Linked DNA regions of Ovis aries: region 1 is linked to region 2. Evidence: chromatin contacts called from public Hi-C data. All regions are on one chromosome and are shown on one strand. The core of a region is the stretch at or near the end of the contact, and the rest is flanking DNA. Distances in the headings are between cores, read along the strand shown.

The links. Hi-C and Micro-C count contacts between places; a contact is called where the count stands out from the background.
Region 1: a contact with region 2 is called in a Hi-C map of tail adipose tissue, with 1.7 times the contacts expected there. The contact joins two enhancer-like sites. A contact is called at or near these places in 3 of 16 Hi-C or Micro-C datasets (blood and tail adipose tissue).

Annotation. Positions count from the first base shown.
Region 1 is chr15:13,674,615-13,680,194 of ARS-UI_Ramb_v3.0, forward strand. The region is part of intron 1 of MAML2 (mastermind like transcriptional coactivator 2); the gene reads left to right. Among named protein-coding and RNA genes, the nearest start is that of MAML2, 160 kb to the left of the region's middle. Within about 2 kb of position 2,482, at least 10 of the 54 cell types and tissues checked have an H3K27ac peak or open chromatin away from gene starts, as enhancers often do. A contact at or near this core is called in tail adipose tissue, where this site is marked.
Region 2 is chr15:13,618,214-13,623,016 of ARS-UI_Ramb_v3.0, forward strand. All of the region lies in intron 1 of MAML2 (mastermind like transcriptional coactivator 2), which reads left to right. Among named protein-coding and RNA genes, the nearest start is that of MAML2, 110 kb to the left of the region's middle. Within about 2 kb of position 2,333, at least 49 of the 54 cell types and tissues checked have an H3K27ac peak or open chromatin away from gene starts, as enhancers often do. A contact at or near this core is called in tail adipose tissue, where this site is marked.

The DNA of each region.
Region 1 (5,580 bases), core at 1,232-3,731, 57 kb after region 2:
TCCAACCCTATTCATCTTATACAATTGATATTTTATGTCCAAGTGCCGGGACTTAATTTTTATCCCATTGAACAACATCTTTTTAGAGCTGATGTGGTTCTAACTTGTTGAGATATTTTTGCTCTGTACTCAAAATATTTTTTATTACTCTCAGCTCCATGTCACTGATAAGTGGACTAAGCATGTTTTTCCAAACTTTAACCAACTCACCAACACAGATTATTAAACAAGACGGAGAAGAGGTCAAAGTTCTACGGAGTGCTGTAAGGGCCTTATGGGCTGTCATCCTTCAGTAAATCAGCTCTGTGTATGGATGTTTAATTCATTACAAATCCCTCTAAAAGAGGTGGCCGGTAGGATCATGGGTTCTATGGTCAAATAGAAGTGGATTTCAAAATCCAACCTTTGCCCTCACTAATTGTGTGGCCTTGAACAAGTTCATTAAAATTTCTTATCAACAGACTGCTCATCTATAATAATACTTTCTTCCTAGGTCTTGGGAGCAGACTGAATGAGGCAGTGGATGTGAATTATGGACAAGTGCCTGGCACCTGTCTGCTACCCATCAGTATTCCCCAGCTCCTTCCCTCACCTAATTTGTCTGCATCTTATAAGGATATCACAGGCTCTAGGTTCACCATTGAAAGTAAAAAATTCAATGATGTATTAAAATTGCTTCATCTATGTGGCTTTTTTATTTCCTCTTAACAAATTTTTCGGTATGAAATCATTTCCTAAAGGAGGGGGGATTTACAAAAAATAGGAATTAGGATTTTTTTTCTGTTTTATGTCATCTAGTAACATGCATCATTAACCTCAGCTACATAAATTCCTAGTATGCTTTGGCCCTGAACTTTAGAAGAAAAATTCTTTAGTCATCTTTAATATTTTGTAATTATAATAGATTAAGCCATCTGAATGAAAATATAAATATCTTAGTTCCATCTTTTAAAGCTATTTCTTCTTGTGATGTATTCACTTCTGAATGAAGGTTTTACTTCTTACAAATGTTTCTGGGTAATGCAGCAAAGACACCTGTAATCGGATCTGCAACCAACAAGGTAGTAAGTCAATTTGGAGTTCTAATAGTTACACTGTGTATCTACAGAATGGATATGATGAAACATGACATGAATTAGCAAATCTGTCAGGAGTCAAACAGATTTGCTGTCAGAATTAACCAGTTTTACCATGATTTCAAGGCCATAGATTTTTCAGTTACCTGAAATTAGTCATAGTGGTAGGAGACTGTTTTCTTTCTAGTCTAGCCCACAACAGTGTTAAAGACTGTTTGAGATATTTCAAATGGAGAATCTAAACCATCCATTTAAAAATGATTTTATAAGCTCGTGTTCCCCTAAGAGTTACTCTTGGTGATAAAAAACAGAAAGCTAAAATATACAGATAATATATGAAAATACTGGAGAAGGAGGTGGCACCCCACTCCAGTAGTCTTGTCTAGAAAATTCAGTGGAAAGAGGAGCTTGGCAGATGGGCCACAGTCCATGGGGGGCGCAAAGAGTGGGACATGACTGAGCACATATATAATAAGATGACATAAAGGTAGGAAATGAATAAGCACAAAACTTGTACTATGCAAAATGTCCACTACTTTAAAAACAAAATCTATTTCAGTAAGAAGTCTAAATTAGGCCCTATTGGCTTTAATTGTATAATGGAAATCCATTTACATGCATTACCAAACTCTCATCAAATCATACCTCAGGGCACCAATAGGGAAATCACCTCTTTTATTAAACTAGATGTGTCAGGAGAGCAATGGGTGCAGAGGTGGTCGTTTCTATGAGTGGAACCAGATGTAGAAAAAAAAATCCAGTCCCTAGCACTTGAACTGGAATCTTCTCTTGGCTAATACGATGTGACTGAATTCCAGGAATGTTAGTCCAGTTCAAACAGGAATGGTTTCTCATCAGTGGCTCGTTGGACATTTGCAATCTTCTGCTTGTTTGTTTGTTGGATTCTTTTTTTTTTATCGTGAACTAGGGCACAGCACTTCTGCTGCGGCTCTGGCTGGCTCTGTAGAATGCTGCCTCATAACTTTTTCCTGTGGCACTTCCTTTCGGGGATGTTTCACAGGTGCTTGTTTCCCTCTGCCCACACTGTGTGTTCACCACCAAATTTCCATTGTCAGGCCCCGCCTACACGCATTTTACTAGCGCGTGAACTCCTCGAATCTTAGAGCGGCTCGAACTACCGCTCACATTTTCGTTACACCTTATGGAGAAGAAAACTGACTTCCTCAAACAGGGCATAGAGTTCACGTAGAGAACTCAGTGTTTTCTAGGGTGTTTTCCTCTACGCGGGAGTCTCGTGCCCGTTTCTTGCACTTGCCACGGTAAGAGTATCTGCTCTCTCTTTGCTTGCCGGACCCCCCACCCCAAGCCATTTTCCCCTCTTGACTGATTTTCCCATCAGAAGTTCTTCATTATGAGTCAATAAAATAATACTCTACAGTCACATCCCCAGGGAAGGGAAAGATTGCCCAAGTCTCTAGATTATTCAAGAAAGGAAGTGGCCAGGGGGCGGGGGATTTGTTTGGTTTCTAATTTCTGTGCAAAAAAAAAGTACATTTTAAAAACTGAATTAGGAAGGTAATAGGAACTGCTAAAATCGGATTCTCGTATCTGTGTTTATAAGCTCCCAACTCGAGAAAGTTTGAGAAAAAGAAAAGCTTTCAAACATGTGCTTGTGTCTAAGCACAGACTTGGCAGCTTCTCACGTGGCTTTCACTAAACCTAAGAATTCTCATACAAGTGAGGTCTGTGTTCATCACTTTCCACCAAAGATTAAATAGTAGGGTGCTGTGGTGATGACTCCGGTTGCTAAGACTTCATTGCCAAGTCAGAAACATCTGAGGGACAACTCCATTTAACCAGAGGCCAAGGATACCTCGGCCGCCTGAGTGCCAGGCCAGATGCCAGCCAAATTCATCTGTATGCACAGTGCAGGAGTCAGGAGCAAAACCTCCTCAGGGGCTCAGCCCACAGATCAGTGTGAGAAAGGAGCAGGATGGAGGACAGTAATAAGTGGGCCATTCCTGGCCGTGACTCTGACATTTAAGATATGTAAGTGACACTGGAAGTTCAAGCATTTACTTCCAAGGCAGCCTAGAATAGAATTGGCTGTGATTTCTTAAGGGAAGCTAAATTAATACCCTTATTCTTTCACTTATTCATTCATTCATTTAAAATACAGATATTTCTAGGGCACCTAATGAAGGAGCCTGGTAGGCTAAAGTCCATGGGATCGCAAAGAGTCAGACCCGACTGAGCAACTTCACTGGTTCAATGGATATCAAGGAAATTCCAAATACGTGTCTTTTGCCATAGCTAATGGGTGAAGTTCTGAGGGAAAAAAGAAACATAGGAACCTAGAATCTATATTTGAGCAATAATAAGTCAAATAAAAGTATTTCTTTTAGATATACTATGTGTACACTTCATATATCTTGTTTCTCTATCACACTTAGCTTGTAAGAAAGGTGTGGAGAAGGCAATGAAAGGGGTGCTCAGGGGCAGCTTGAGTCACAGAGATGAGAAAAGCCCTTCAGAGGGTCCCTGGATACCGTGGCAGTTAGGAATTAAGTTAAAGGAACATAGCTGGGCCCCAGGAAAGACAGAGGCGTAGATAATAGCTAAGTGGCGGGGGTCTGGGGTGGTGGGAGTGTGGGCAAAGGTTCTTAAATCACATTGGTTTTATTTGTTTGTTTGAGCTGTGATTCAAAAGCCACTGAAACCTGTTTCTTTAAATCCAGTTGCATTTATCAAGTCACATCCTGCTTGTGATATTTTGTGCTTATGGAAAGCTTTGTGAAAAGTCTCTCTCCCTGTGAGGCTCTGTGAACTGTAGTTGTTAGGGGTAGGACTCTGAGGCCAGAACCCACTGGGTTCCATTTGAGAGTCTGACACTCACCATCCATGTCACCTTGGGAAGTTATTTCAAGCTCTCTGCATCCATTTTTGTCTTTAAGATGGGGATGGTAACAGTTTGTACCGAGTGGAGTTGTGAAAATGGGATGATGCGTGTGAGTTACTCACCATGGTAGCTAACATTTGCAGAATAATTATTCTATTAGCCCCTCCTGCCATCCCCATACCACTCTTTTAATACAGTTGTGTGCATCTCTTCTTTCCAGGGACTCAAAAAGTACTCTGTTTCTCCTGTGTTTTGATAGGCAATTTGTAAAAGCTAATATATAATGCATTTAGAAGCAAAACTTCATTATACTCTATTGCTGTATGATTTCCTCTAGCGTGCAAGTATCTGATCCTGCTTATTAAAGTAAGAAAGTACACTATGCCATCTACCAGAAGGGAGGAATTTTGAGTTCTCTGCATCTGGGCTTCTCCATGTCCTGTGCACATGGATCTCAAGTCTCGTAGAAATGCACATTCTGATCGGCTAGGTCTGGGGGAGAGCCTGGGTTTCTGAGTCTCCGGCCAGCTCCGGCCATGCCAGGGCTGCTAGTCAACCGCCCACACTATGATCTAGACCCCAAAGCAGTAGCAGGACCAGAGTGAACAGGGCTGAGGAATTGGTGTGAACATTCCCCCGGTCGTGGGTAATTTCCTGGACAGCAGTTTTTCTGTGGAAGACCCAGTACTCAGCCCCCACAGACATGGCCAAACCTCACTGCAAGGCACCACCTTCTTACATGAGCACCTGTGACAACATATTGGAAACAGGCTATAAAAAGGGAGAAACCTGCAGCCAGACACCTGGTCAGCCCGCAGCTGTTCAACCAAGAGAAAGCGCCCTGGTTTCAACACTTCGCTGGCTCCTTTTCTAGAAGGCCAGGTCCTCCCAAGGCCTGATTGTTTTCGAAAATCATGTGTAACGGAGGCTGATAGACTACACGAGGGAGCATCGCAGACTTTACTTGACCTTGTCACTGCAGTCTGTAGCTCTGTGGACCATTCCTCACTCCTACATCAAAGGGACTTTTAAAATCAAAGTGTACAAAGCCTTTATTTAGTGAATTTGGGTGCCAGTTGGACCAATAAAAGATAGAATGGACTCTGTGTCTCCACATCTTCCCTTGACAGTTCTTCTGAAGGGGAAAAAGGGTAAATCCTAGAAGTACTTTTTTTTTTAATGTTTAAAAATCCTAGAAATGTTGGACAGATATAAAAGTCATGACTGTATCCAGGGTCCCATGTACTCCGTTTGGAATTCAAGGTTTAACACAGACACCACATTATAAAGTGTTGAGATCTTCTCCTTTACCGTTACTCATGCATATTTCTCTAACGTTGCTCCTGGGGTGTTGCTTGCCCTGGTCTGGTGACAGGAGATGAAGTGCTACCCTGGGAACATAGTCCACCAAAGGTTCTCCCTGCTTCGCAGAAGCAAATGCAAGCTTTTGACCTCCTTATAGTCCAGGTAGCTTTCCCACAGTCTGTCTGAACAGCAAACTTACTGATTTCTTTCTGAATCCTCACCCAGCTCCAGCAAAATACTGGGTATTTTAAATAAAATGACAGTGAAAGGTACAACAGGGATTTATGGAAAGCATGCTTAGTAAGTTATAGAAATAGAGAAAAATAATAATGTAAAAAA
Region 2 (4,803 bases), core at 1,083-3,582:
ACCTGTAAATATCTGCTTATCCCTCAAAATCCAATAAATATTTGTTGAATGGATAAATCAGATGCTTTGTCGAGGAGAGGGCCATCCCTGAATTAGTCAGTTTTTCTTATGAGTCCCACACACTTGGGTTATGCTTCATGTGGGCCACTTATCCGGTTCTTAAGATGAATTTACTTCTGGGTCTCTCAGGAACTTTCTCCAGTATAGGGCTGTGTTTTATGTACTTTCGTCTTTAGTGCTTAGGATAGTTAGTACATGGTGATGTGATGAGCCCTCACATTTTTGTTGAATGTGACATGCAAAGAATTAAGCATGATAGTGTGATTGACATGAATATAGAAATAGTTGAATTGGACCACACTTTTATAGCCCATGCAAGGTCATATTGAAGTAAAGCAACCAACTTGATGCATTTCAGATGAAATATCAAAACAAAGATGTATTGGCTTTAGCCCAAAGCAAAAGTTTTTATAAACGATGTAACCTTTTGCTCACCACACTCAGGAATTTAACTAAAAAGAAATCTAAAAATCCATTTATAGGTAATTTCTACTTGAAGCTTATAGGTATGAAAACAGGTTTATTTCAAGTTTAATAACCAAATTTCATGTGGGTTATTTGGGAAAACTTTCACATGACATTAATATGCCATAAATTGTGATTTACAAACACATTCTCACATCCTGTCTGGGGTGAGATTGTAATTTGTCCAATGAACTTTCCACTGAAAAAGAAAATGGCAAAACTGACAAACTAATCTAGCTATGCACGTTTTGTTTTGGAAACTTGCTATTCTCAAATGTTCCCTGAATTTATTTTTGAAAATTCTTTGGAAAATTCAAGGAAAAAAATTGGTCTTTTGAGAAATACCTTGAGTGTTAGAGTTTGTATGTCAAAGGAGTATTGGATTTCTTGTTAGCGGGTTTTTTTTTTTTTTGACCTTTTGCCTTTTTTTTCTTGTACTGTTAAAAATAGATGTATAAGTTAAAAAAAATTATTTGTGTATGTCTTATCTATTTGATTGAATGTGTCTTCCAGATAATAGACATTTCATATTGGATGGATGGATGGGTGGCTGCTTTGAGTGCAGGTGGATAGGTACAAGTCACAGCTTTGCTACATACTAACTCTCTGGACTACAGCAAATTAAAGATATAAACCTCTGTTTCTTCAAATGTGCATAATCATAGTTCCAGACAGGGTTGTGGAGATTAAAATAAATTATGCATGTAAAGAACTTTGTATCACAGTTGGCACACGGTGAGGGCTCAGAAATATTAGCTGTTGTTATTACTCATATTAACATAAGAATACATGGCTTTAACCACATAACCCATTTTTTTAACTTAAGAGTAAATTATTACAACATGTAAGAATTATGAATGTATTGACTGTAGCAGATTTGATACCAGTAATTTTCTAATCACTATAGCTCAAATTCTTCCATCCATAAAAACAGGGAAGGGTAAAAGAACCGGAAGCTTCTTTATCTAAATTTAGAATTACAAGCATAGCTTAGATATGAAAACATTCAAAAGCTTTACTATGATACAACAGCTGGTTGTATTATGTACCGTTCTTGCCTGGAGAATCCCAAGGACAGGGGAACCTGGTGGGCTGTCGTCTATGGGGTCGCACAGAGTCAGCCACGACTTAAGCGACTTAGCAGCAGCAGCAGCAGCAGCCTTATTAAAGCAACATCATTTCGTGCAGTTTAAAACGTTTACAAATTCTAGGTAAGCATTCTTAAAATAGGTCTTTCCCTCTAGGGTGACACTGAGATTCCCAAAAAGGGTGATAACATTTTATTAATAAAAGATCTTTAATGGGGTTGCGATCATTAAGCAGCATAGCCCCCAGATTATACAAACTTTCACCTAGCCTTCTCTAGAGGAAGAACCAGCCTGATTTTTTTAGGCAAAAGAGTAAGTCACTGAGGTCTGCCCGCACTTCGTTTCCCAAAGAGAAGCCTGCGCAGAAGGAGGGCGCGCAGGCGACCGGAGGGGTTAGGTCGCGCTCAGCGCAGGCTGGCTGTTCAAAGGGCACTGTCTGCTTTCCCCCTGACTTGCACGGCCGGGCACCCCTTGGCGGCGGCCTGGGCGCCCCCCAGCCCCAGGCTAATGCCAACGGGCGGTGGGCTCCTCGGCCGAAGCTCCGGCGAGGCCCGCGTGCCGCGGCTGGGCTGCCTCCCGGCGCGCGCTTACACACGCGCAGCTTGTTTGGAACTTGAGCAACGCCTCCTGTTTTCTTTCCACCCTATTTCTGTTTGTGCAGAGCTGGCCTTTTCTGGCAGGAAGTGCCAGCCATTTAAGGAGTGCAGGCGATTCCCGACAGCCGGCCCCCTCCCCCGCCGAGTCGCCTTGCTCCCAGCTAATTGGCCTGGAGACCGACCGGGCTTAGCCCTGCGAAGGTTCGCATTTTAAAAATGTCTTCTTTTGTCAGCTTGAGATTTTCCAGCATTTAAAAGCGGAAAGGAAGCGAGGAATACAAGGAAGCTATTAAAGATATATTAAATAAACTCTACTGGGATCAAGCGTGTGTTTAAGAGAAAATCTGTAACTTTTGCAAGGGAACTTTTGGTGATTGCTTATTATTTTAACAAAGAGGGAGGGAAGGAGGGACAGAGAGAGTTGGTTTTGTCCCTGAACTGGAGAAGCAGATGTTTAAAGGAGAGGGGCAGGAAGCAGCTCTGACAAATGAAAGGATTTTTGATTGAGTTCATGAGCTAAAGTTTCCTGCCAGTAATTCATTCAACCCTAGGCTACATAAAAGAAAAACCCTCATAATTGAATTTTAATCGCCCAACTTTTTAACATACAACCAGAACAGTCAAGTGGAGCTGCCACAGGTAAAACAGAAATAACGCTGTAAACTGATCTTAGATGATTATTTATTGGTAGTTTTTAAAAAATTATGATCTCCTTTGCTTCATACTGCTCCTCCTTTTATGGGTGCCTGTGGACCAGAGGCTATTCCTTACTGTCTGTGTAAGTTAAAATCCTTTGTGCAGACTTTTTTTTTTTCTTTAAGCTGTTTTGTGAGCAGGTGCAGATGGCTTTCATGATCTGAGCCAATTGAAATGTTCTGTTTCAGCCTGCAGAAACTGAGGTTTTTAAAAAATGAAATAACCGCGTTTTGTGCTGTATCTATAATTCAGCTGGAAAATGTGTTCTCCATTTTATGATGAAATCTGCCACTTCTGTTTCTTCTCTTAATGAATTTGGTTTGTTTACAGCCTTAAGGAAATCTTGTCACTAAAAGCCACCCTCAACACGCCTGCAGTATTTTTCAGTCTGATGATTTCACAACCAGGGCCATTGCAAAATAAGAGTAAATGGGTTTTCTTTTTTTTTTTTTTAATCCCTGGAGATTTTTAAGAACTTTTTTTTCCTTTCTTTTTTCTTCACAGTGTATTCAAGTAAACAGTTTCAGGAAAACTTGGAAACATTTGAGACTTTTGTACTTTTTCGTAAATATAATATTAAATAAGCCAGTTTTCTTAGTGAAGTCTTAGAGTCTTATACCAAGTGACAAAAAGTAGGGAGTCCATGCATCCTAAAAACTCTAGGTTTGGTGCTTGCATTAATGAGTCCTCCTGCAAAACAAAGTCAAGAGCAAATTAACTCCTCTAGAGTACAGAAGCTTCTGTGGCCATCACTGGTGCTAAGCCACAGCTCTGTGCTCAGTCACACTCATATGGGCAGGCCATAAACCAAATGGCCATAGCCAAAATCCAGAATCACAGAATGGGCTGCACCTTGAACTGAACAGACCCAAATGTCAAACTGTAACTGAACCAAAACATGTCCATAAGTAAGCCTGATGAACTAGTTTAAACCAGCATGATACTTACGTACTTTCTAACATGACTGAACAAAGCCAAACTAGAACTTCAAAAAAATTCCACACTTAGCCTCAAACAAACCAAGAGCTCATTGGTCTGGATCTGTGTTCCTGTGTTGTTATGGGATCCCAGCTGGAAATGAAGGGTTTGGATTCTGCTCTGATATCGACCCTCATGATAATGACTGATCCAAGGCTACCAACTCAGGAAAGAAATGTTAAGGGGCAATACCTGGTATGTTGTCAGTGAAACTGAAAGTCACTCAGTTGTGTCTGACTCTGTGACCCCGTGACTACACAGACCATGGAATTCTCCAGGGCACAATACTGGAATGCATGGCCTTTCCCTTTTCCAGGGGATCTTCCCAACCCAGGGATGAAACCCAGGTCTCCCACATTGCAGGCGGGTTCTTTACCAGCTGAGCCACGAGGGAAGCCCTGAGATACCAAACTGAGAGTTTGGACTGGATAATTTCCTTTGGGTTGGGGGTTGCGGGGGATGGCGGAGAGGGCTGTCCTGTGCATTGTAAGATGTTTAGCACCATCTCTAAACTCTACCGACTAGATGGACTAGATGGACTAGATGGACTAGATGCAAGTTTGGCGTTGTCAAATATCTGGGGTGGGGGGTGGGGGGCGAATTGCCCCCTGCTGGGAACAACTGCAGTAATCATCAACATTGTTTCCAAAATGCTGTTGTATCAGTTGTGTTGATTGTATTAATATTTAGGAGATATTGGAAAGAAAAGCTGTGCACATTTATCTGCCCAGAAGGATCATCTAATAGATGTTTGTCCTCATTTCAGAGCCGGTTTCTCTACTAAAGCAAGAAGCCTTTATGTTAGAAAGTCCATGCATGGTGTTATTGTGAGGCAGAGCTAAGGGAAATACTGTAAGTTATAGAAGTTATAAGTTATTTATAAGCACACACTTTTATAAAAACTCGCCCTCACACCAATT